2 separate regions of the Hordeum vulgare genome follow, and region 2 is linked to region 1. The links are chromatin contacts, called in public Hi-C maps. All regions are on one chromosome and are shown on one strand. Each heading gives the region's core, a stretch centred on a gene start, on an enhancer-like site or on the middle of the called end of the contact. The rest is flanking DNA. Distances are from core to core; before and after follow the strand shown.

The links. Hi-C and Micro-C count contacts between places; a contact is called where the count stands out from the background.
Region 2: a Hi-C map of seedling shows a contact between it and region 1, with 6 times the contacts expected there. The contact joins the promoter of LOC123408784 here to the promoter of LOC123409857 in region 1. A contact is called at or near these places in 3 of 6 Hi-C or Micro-C datasets (leaf and seedling) and 1 of 1 datasets of contacts at active chromatin or transcription factors (embryo).

What each region holds. Positions count from the first base shown.
Region 1 is chr7H:446,940,753-446,945,631 of MorexV3_pseudomolecules_assembly, reverse strand. It overlaps LOC123409857 (cold-responsive protein kinase 1-like), which reads right to left and starts at 2,500. Exons shown (of 2, transcript XM_045102727.1): 1 at 1,905-2,500; 2 at 485-1,795. The coding sequence starts at 1,986. The coding sequence ends at 771. It overlaps LOC123409855 (choline transporter protein 1-like), which reads right to left. Exons shown (of 10, transcript XM_045102725.1): 6 at 4,832-4,879; 7 at 4,310-4,666; 8 at 3,931-4,191; 9 at 3,616-3,843; 10 at 2,914-3,293. The coding sequence ends at 3,102.
Region 2 is chr7H:447,669,025-447,674,155 of MorexV3_pseudomolecules_assembly, reverse strand. It overlaps LOC123408784 (ENHANCER OF AG-4 protein 2-like), which reads right to left and starts at 2,317. Exons shown (of 13, transcript XR_006612787.1): 1 at 1,845-2,317; 2 at 1,592-1,668.

The DNA of each region.
Region 1 (4,879 bases), core at 1,251-3,750:
ACACACTTATACACAACAACATATTTAATAAACAACATCACTTTCTCATACTCAACAACACATCAAAACAACATCACATAATCATAAACAACACCACATAGTCATACATTTTGACTTCACAAACTCACAATAAGGCATATAGATAATTAAAATGGTTGCATTCATACATCGATGCAAGAGGCCAGAGCATTTTTCACCCTTTCAAACAAAAAGCAAAGACCCTGATACAGGGGCGGACCCAGACAAAATTTTGACTGGGGGCGCTATATTTGACTGGGGGCACACCTTCTATAAAGTTGCTCATTTTGAAGTGTTTTGTTTTAAAATGTGCACAAATACAAAGGGAATTCAAAAATTTGAGTGGGGGCCTAGGCCCCCATTCAGTTGAACTATGGTCCGCCCCTGCCCTGATAAGTACATAACGTGTGGCACGAGCACATGATAACTTTGAACGTCTTTTATAGCAAGTTTAGTGACACCAGTATGACAACTTTAATGCTTCAATTTATTTTCAACAAAAATTTGGCGTGTATCACTCAAATTTGCCATCCTTGAATGACTAAAATTACCATTGAGAAACATTATGGCCGGACTGCCACGCACCTGGAGAGTAAGCACTTACCCTTTGGGAAGAACAATGGTGGCATCGTTCATGGCAAGGACTGCTAGACTCTCTGCCAGTCTGGCTGATGCCTCAGATTGTCAGTTCAATTCTACTACTAGCTACTCAGTTACTCGAACGGACGAACCTTGTGCCTAGTTGCTCTTCTTCACCTTGGCGCCAGCTCCGTCAGGGTGTGCGAAGCAACGAGCATGGACGTGGAGTGGCTGTCCTTGTTGTCCCTGACGACGTAGCCCGGCGGCGTGAGCTCTTTCTCCCTCACCCGGACATCCTCCCTCTCCAGCATCTCCAGCACCTGCGGCATCGACGGCCGCCGTTGCGGCGTCGCCTGCGTGCACAGCAGCGCCACCTTCATGTACCTCACAGCCTCCTCCTCATTGCACCCGTCTTCCATGGCCGGATCGATCATCTCCCTGAGGTTGGCGGCCTCGTAGAGCTCCCACACCCTCTCCACCAGCACCTTGTCCCCCTCGTCGGATAAATGGAGGCTCCTGGAGCTGCTCTTGCCGGTGACGGTCTCCAGCAGCAGCACCCCGTAGCTGTAGACGTCGGCCTTCTTGGTGAGATGGCCGTACAGCGCGTACTCCGGCGCGAGGTACCCCGTGGTCCCCGCGACGCGGGTGCTGACGTGTGTGGCGGCGTCCGGGAAGAGCTTGGCGAGGCCGAAGTCGCCGATCTTGGCGCCGTAGCCGGCGTCGAGGAGGACGTTGCTGGCCTTGATGTCCCTGTGCACGATGGGGCCGGACGCCATCTCCTCGTGCAGGAACGCCAGGCCCCTGGCGACGCCGACGCAGACGCCGCGCCTGATCCCCCAGGTGAGCCTGGCGGGGTCACCGGCGGAGGCGAGGAGGGCGCCGTGGAGGCTGCCGTTGCGGAGATGCTCGTAGACGAGGATGCGGTGGCGGCCCTCCACGCAGCAGCCCAGGAGGGACACCAGGTTGGGGTGCTCCACGTTGGCGATGACGTCGATCTCGGTGAGGAACTCCGTGGTGCCCTGCCGGGAGTGCGCGGACAGCACCTTGACCGCCACGTCGCCGCCGCCGTCCCGCAGCGCGCCCTTGTAGACGGTGCCGAAGCCGCCTCGGCCGATGTTGTTGCTCCGGTGGAAGTTGTTGGTCGCCGACCGCAGCTCCGCGTAGGAGAAGAGCCTGATCTTCTTCTCAGATGACAGTCCTGAAACCAAAGCTTATAGTCAATTCGACCATCGTCGCCATGCGTTCTCGTCCAGAATGAGATAAATGACAAGTGAATTGGGGGAATGGAGAAGAGAACTGTTGCTTACTGCCCATGGAACGGGAGTAGAGACCGGAGGCGTGTTTCTCTTTCTTGCTGGAAACACGGAAGCAGCAGCAGCAACAAGGCATGGCGACTCATATAAACACACGGCACCAGAGAGAGTTTCTTCCTAGCTTAGGATCAGACTAACTCCTGTATGGAGAAGAAGAAGAAGAAGAAGAAGAAGAAGAAGAAGAAGAAGCCGGTGGTGGTGATTGATCAAACATGGAGAAGAAGAAGAAGCTGGTTGTGCCGCATCGGAAAAGTCGAATGTAATAATACGAAGCTCCCTCGCACTAACCGTCCGAGGGAGAGGGGGAGCGACAGAAAATGATGCCTAGCTAGGAGGTTGGAGGTGTTGTGTATGAACGGAGGCAGCATCCAGCAGCCTGCTATGCGTATTCTGCTTTGTTTGCTGGTGCGCTAGATCAATTGGTCCCGCGACCGTGTATCTTTGACGTTGACAACAATGACAGGTAGGCAGTTCTCATTTCAGATGGCCGGCTTGTTGATCAGTTGACCTGCAGTACATACAGGAGCTTTCACACGAATCATTAGACGGCCGCCTACCGAACTACAAGCATATCCAGCGCTTTGTAAATTTACATACAATCTTTTATAAACTGCAGTTCAATCAGACCCCTTCAGCCTGAAATAGTTCAATCACTACTTCGTGTATTCTCACAAATATTGTTCGTGTTGGCTGTTGACCACGACATCACCCAGCACGTTTTCTTAGGATTATTCACTTAGCAGCCACACAGGCAGGAAATACGTAGTACTACCATCCATTGCTTTACGCCAGTGCTCACATCACCATGATGAATTGATGACCACCCTTCGCATCATTGCTAGTAGTACGAACAGACTCCCTGAGCCGAACCCGTGCTTCGTTGACTTTGCATCATGGAGTAACAACGGAAACCGGTACCAGTACTACCTACGTATCCATCCGGTACCCGATTGCCATCCCCATCACAAACAAAGAAACTTCATCGACACTACTAGTAGAGGTCTTTTCCACCGTAGCCAGGCACCAACTGCCCTCATTCCATTTCCACCTAACAACGAAGTTAATACGGAGTATTAGTATAGTGCGTATTATTATGGTCAAAGCCATTCACCCAAACCATCTTCCTCTGGTAACACTACTACAGTAGTACACTACTAAGGTGGATCGACGCAGCAGAGAAGCTTTGATCCATCAGGGGCCCTGCGTGAGCCTCTGCAGCTGGCTCGTGTCGCCCAGCGTCTCCATGAGCAGCGGGGGAGCGTACTGCGCCTCCCCGTCGTGCTCCTCCGCGTCCTGGCAGAAGGACAGGATGATCGTCTCCACCGACGTCTCCACCACCCCGAAGAAGAGCTGCGCCACCACGTACCCAAGCGCCCAGCACAGCTGACAACCAAAACGTACATGCATTATATGTCAGTCGGTTAGCGAAGTTTTTTCTTTACCAAAAAAAAGGAACACGTCAAGGAGACTGATAGATGAGCGCAAGGATGGATTTTTTTGGTGTTTATTTCTACTTTATGTTTGCACATACCAAAATGTTTAACCTTTTTGCCGACATTTTTTTATGTAGCATCTGGATGTGACAAAGAACACACAGAATTTTTGTTGTAAATTTTTTGACATCTCAAAAATTATTTTCCGCGCGCAGGATCACGCGCTCCTGGGAGCACCAATGGATTTCCGACAAGGATGCCGCTTTGCTTACCAGCACGGGGAAGAGCGGAGACGATATCTTGTTGTGAGCAGACCTGTACTTGTGGGTGTCCAGCATGAGGAACGCGAACAGCGCGCTGGACAGGCTCACGCACAGCTTGCCAAGGTAGAGGATCACGTCCCCGATCACGTTCACCTTTCCGATGCGCAGTATGTTATTCATTATCAGCCCCATCGCGAGCTCGGACGCCTTGCAGAATCCTTTCCCTGTAACCGCAATCTGCACCGGCAGTTCATGGTGTTAATCATCACAGCCACACAAGACAGTTCTAACAAGGGGGAGCTAAAATAAACACATGTACCGTACCACGATATAGGCATTCCGGTTCACTGACTTGATGGTCCAGTCTATGCAGCCCAAGCAGCAATGAGATGACGATGACACTGTCTTCCCCAAGCGGCTTTCACCGGTCGAATCAACCCCCTTCAGCCTACGGCGGAGCCACTTAAGTATAAACCGCACCCACTCTACGCTGGATACAACCAGTGAGCCTAGGGCCACAGATCCAAGGCTGTAGCGCAGCAAACGCTTCAGGGAAGACACCACGGTATGGAATGGTATGTCATGCTGCATCACAACATTGTGCCGTGCAGTCAGTCGGATGGAAAACACTACCTTCTAATGGTAAAAACATGACAATTAACTCTAGTTATTTGCCGGTCTAAGGTTTGTGTGTGGTGCTTACCGATATTTCACCACGCGCCCAGTAGTATGAAGCAACTGATCCAGCAATTACAGTCGAAGAGCATGCAATGAAGAATTGTGTTGCCCAGTAACAGCCGAACAGGTGGAAAAGAATTGCAATGCCGATATGAGGGGTGTAATGGACACTGTATCCACAACAGCTGTCGCAATTTACTTTTCCCAGCTTGAGATCAAATGAGCAGCACTCTGCATTGCAATCATTTTGTACAACTTGACCAGAGCTGAAAAGATACAGTGTCGCCGCAAACCAGAACATATAGATGATAGCAAGGGCGAAGTATGGTACGACCGGAAAGATGATGAGTGCATGGACTTCACCAATGACCTTTGCAGCCACCTACATACAGTTCATGCTGATGAGCGCTCAGATGATACAAGCAAGAAATACACAACACATGTAAGCTAGCACCCATTCTTTTGCAAAATGCGAGCTGTAATCCCGCACAGCTTATTGCGGGAAATGGTGTGCATGTCAAGCTAGTGGATTCAGCACCATACGCACCTTTAGGACGGTTGTGGATGTCGCTATCAGTATACGCCGGACAATAGC
Region 2 (5,131 bases), core at 1,068-3,567, 730 kb before region 1:
CCGTTAGTTTTAGATGATTTTGTAGCAACTATTTATTTTGGGGCATCATCTAGTATATAGTAATCTACCCACCCAAGCCGAAAGTAAGATTAATTAACGCTCGGGTAAATAAAATAGGCAGGATTAAAAACTGTAACCTCTGCAGTACAAGAATTTATTTAAATCAGAATCAAATGATCGCCCTGTCCTCTGATTACAGAGTGTGGTGGTTGAGGCCTTAAATCTGCTCATCTATTTTTCCCTAGTACATAAGAAATATGTCGTCACTGTAGGAGACAGAGTAGTAATGTTCCCAAAGTAAAAAATGCGTAACTACTTACCCACTCATGGCATACCTTAACATGGATGAACTTAACGGAATTTGAGGCAACAGATTGGGTATAAATAACTAAATAACTACAAAAGAGTATTAGTGTCTCCTGCATGTGATCTCGGCTGTGTGATAAATGTAAAGAATACAAACAGAAAAAGGCAAGTATGAAGTGGCGCATTCATCAAGAGCGTGACGACGTTTGGCATTCATGTATCCGACATGTCATCCGCGATGGAATTGGCAGTTAGAATACCATTAAACATGGCGACAACAGGAGCTAGTAACTAATGACTAATGAGCACGATGAGGGTCTTAAATCTCTTAGCCAATAAATCATCAACGGTAGAATTGGCAGTTAGAATACCGTTAAACATGACGACAAAAGGAGCTAGTAACTAATGACTAATGAGCACGATAAGGGTCTTAAATCTCTTAGCCAATAAATCATCCACGGTAGAATTGGCAGTTAGAATACCGTTAAACATGACGACAAAAGGAGCTAGTAACTAATGATTAATGAGCACGATGAGGGTCTTAAATCTCTTAGCCAATAAATCATCCACGGTAGAATTGGCAGTTAGAATACCATTAAACATGACGACAAAAGGAGCTAGTAACTAATGAGCACGAGGACGGTCTTACATCTCTTATACGATAAATCATCCACGGTAGAATTGGCAGTTAGAATACCATTAAACATAGCGACAAAAGGAGCTAGCAACTAATGAGTGCAAGGACGGTCTTAAATCTATTATCCAACAAATCATCCACAATAGAATTGGCAGTTAGAATACCGTTAAACATGGCGACAAAGGGAGCTAGTAACTAATGAGCACGAGGACGGTCTTACATCTCTTATATATGATAAATCATCCACGGTAGAATTGGCAGTTAGAATACCATTAAACATAGCGACAAAAGGAGCTAGTAACTAATGAGCGCAAGGACGGTCTTAAATCCCTTATCCAACAAATCATCCACAATAGAATTGGCAGTTAGAATACCGTTAAACATGGCGACAAAAGGAGCTAGTAACTAATGAGCACGAGGACGGTCTTACATCTCTTATATATGATAAATCATCCACGGTAGAATTGGCAGTTAGAATACCATTAAACATAACGACAAAAGGAGCTAGTAACTAATGAGCGCGAGGACGGTCTTAAATCTCTTATCCAAGAAATCATCAACGGTAGAATAGGCAGTTAGAATACCGTTAAACATGGCGACAAAAGGAGCTAGTAACTACTGAGCATGAGGAATTGAGGATGGTCTTACATCTCTTTGGTGCCAAAGAAGAGGACAAAGAACTTGCGCGGGGTGGGCTCCTGATTCCAATCCTCTGGCCTGCTCACCTGCATAGACAAGTAGCATTAACCCCCAAGACTGAAGCACATGTCAGTATCCTAGACATATCAAGATTCAGGCAGGCAGAGATGTGGCCAAGAAAGATGCAGAAAGGGAGGGAACTGGCTCGCTATGGGGGGAGAAAAACCCTAGGTAGCAGGCAGGGGAGGAGTGTAGGCTGGACCTTGGCTGGCCAGAAAGGGTAGCCCTTGACCTTGGCGAGGACGAGGTCCCCGAGCTGCGGCTCTCTGTTCCATTTGACGCTCTTGGCGCCCCGCCTTGCGACGGGAGCCATTGGGCGGTGAGGCCCTAGGCGCCCTTCTTCCCCAGCGTCCGCCCGCACCCCGTTGAAGAGGAGGGGCCAACGGGGGAACCCTAACCGGCGAGGGCCAGGGGAACCCTAGCAGCTCGCAGTGCGGCACGAAAGGAGACCCTAGTCGAAGGGAAGGGGGAGGGTAGCGGCGGCCGCCGTGAGGGTTCCTACAGCGGTGGGGGGAGGCGATGGCGGCGGCGGCGGCGGCGGCGATCGAATCCGTGCGGTGGTGGAGTGGATTACTGGGTTGCAACTGCGATTCGGAATCCTCCTCCCCTCCTCGCAATTTTCTCCCCTCTGCTCAATGTGGTGTGAATAACCAGACGATGTGAATAACCAGGAGGAGGGGGGGAAATCGCTCCTTTTTCTTCCGCCTGGACCTCGTGGAGGGGGAGAGGTGTCACGCCGGCGGCACGCCGCACGATCTGGATCAGACGGCCGCGGTAGGTTGTTGATGCGGCGCCGTTCGGTTTGGAGAACACCTGGGGCTTCCTTGTCTCTTTCCGGTACTCGTTTATGACGCTGGTGGTGCAAATACTTTCTCTACCAGCTCAGCGTTTTGTGTTTCTTCCTCTCTTTTTTTCCTTTTGGGCTAAGGACATGAACATAGACACCTTTGCCACAAGATGCCAACTTTACCTACTACAGTACTATGTTACATCAAAAATAAAAACTATTGTATTTCATCAAGATGAAAAGAAAGAAAAACACAAGGATGCAATTCGCCAACCAAAGGTGCAAATGGTAATCAAAACATATGGATTTAGATCTAGAACCAAGGTTGCGAGAGTTCGAATTACCTCCGTTCCTCGACAAAGTTGATGTTGATTTTGCTCATGGCCTTCGTCTTGCTTTATCATTCCACGAAGCGCCAACCATTGATAGGGATGAGCCGAAGTATACAAGTAGGAGGCGAGGATGTTTTGAAAGGTCGAATGCAACAATCCGGCAGTAAATACAGATGCTGGAGAAGGAGGGGAGAGGCGGTTAGGTGTACACTAGCTACGTCGGATGAATGTGGAGACCGGCTAGTGAGGTTGCGCCCCTAAATCGATCGTCGTGGTTGGGACCTATCGAAGAGCGAAGGGTTGTGGAGGAACGATGGAGGGGGGTGGCTTGATTAATATGTGAGGACTTTTTCTCTATTGGTATCTTAACTTATATAGCCACGTCGAAATATCTCACTATTGTCACTAGCCCAAAAGTGAACCGCACCGAAAACCGCTGCAGGCGCACATTGTTTTACGGAATACTCAGGTCTCTCTCCGGTTGGTGGACCTCAAATTGTTAAAATGTCGTCAAAAATGTAAATCATCAATATGTCATTGGTTTGGCCAGAACAAATCAGAAAAGGGGCACTTCGACATGATAAGATGTCGAGTCGAAATGACTCTCATGAGCTTTGAAGCGAGAACAAAAATATATGTAAAGGCATTTAGTCGAAATGACTCTCATTAGCATTTGAATACGGATGTTTTGCAACTAACACATTACTCCTATAAAGGATGGTGGTGTATGTGTCTCCATGGGCTCTCGGCGATCGAAACGAGTCTCTTGGACGTTGATCAGTCTCCAATGTATCTATAATTTTGTATTGTTCCATGCTATAATATTGTCATCCTAGGATATTTTTTGGGTGTTTATATAACAATTAATATTATTTTTGAGCACTAATCTATTAACCCAGTGCCACTTGATGTTTTCCGCATGTTTTTGGCTATGCATGTTACACTATCAAACCAAGTCCAATTGCTCCGAAAGTTTTTTATGATTTTTCTCGACCAAAAGAAGACCTGAAAGCTCCAGCAAGAGGTCGGAGGCCACACGAGGGGCCACTGCACATCAGGGCGCGCCCACGGGTTGTCGTGCCCTGTTGTGTGGTGGGTCCCCCTAGCGCCTCGTCTCGTTCCTCTTCGTCCTATAGATTCACAAATATCCCAAAAACCCTAAGGAGCCACCCGAAACACCTTTTTCGCCGCTTCAAGTCTATGTTCCACCGTGAGGCCATCTAGGGTCCTTTTTTGGTGCCCTGTCGGAGGGGGGTCAATCACGGAAGACCTCTACATCAACCTTGCTGCTTCCATGGTGATGTGTGAGTAGTTTACCATAGACCTACGAGTCAGTAGTTACTACCTACATGGCTATCTCTCTCTCTTGATCTTCAATACAATGATCATCGCATCTTCGCTTTGATCTATCTGATGTAATCCTATTGTGTGGTGCGTTTGTTGGGATCCGATGAATTGTGGGTTTATGTTCAGATTATTCATAATAAAGATATGAGAATTTTCTTAATTCTTATCATGGTTCTTATTTGCATGATTATGATAGCTTCGTAAATCTCTCTGATCTATTAAAATAGTTTGGCCAACTAGATTGATATTTGTTCAGTGAGAGTTGTGTGTTGTAGTGGGTTCAATCTAATGAGTTTCTATATCCCAACGACAGATAGGGACAAGATACGTCTTTGTATTGTTGCCACTAAGGATAAAACGATGGGTTTAATTCATATTGATTGAGTTATCTTTATCTATATCATGTCATTGTTCTCAAAACATTACTCTATTTTACTTAATACTCTAGATGCATGCTGAATAGCAGTAGACGAGTGGAGTAATAGTAATAGATGCAAAGAGGAGTCAAGCTATTTGTTTATTGACGTGATGCCTATATATAACTATGCGCTTTTCTGTCAATTGCCCAAGAGTAATTTGTTTACCCACTGTATGCCTACTATATGAGAGATGCCATTAGGGAAAACTACGGTCCCCGGGTTTATTCACTTATAAGTTTACAAACGTTACAATTTCTTTTCTACCTTTATTTACTTTTCTTTTCCTTTGCAATTATCAACTTTCATCTAGACACTTTACTTGCTTGCAAGTAACGAGTCCAATGGGATTGACAACCCTCTTGCCCGCTTTGGGTACAAGTGTTTGCTTCTTTGTGTGCAGTCGTTGAAGACGGGGGTTGCCTATTACTCCTATTGGTTCGGTAAACCTTGGTTCTCTATTAAGGGAAATACTTACCTATATTGTGATGCATCACACGTTCCTCTTCACGGAAAACCCAAAGCATATCACAAGTATCGGGAAGGATTTCTGACGTCGTTGCCGGGGGTATCACCAACCTACTATCAAGTAACTTCACACAAATTA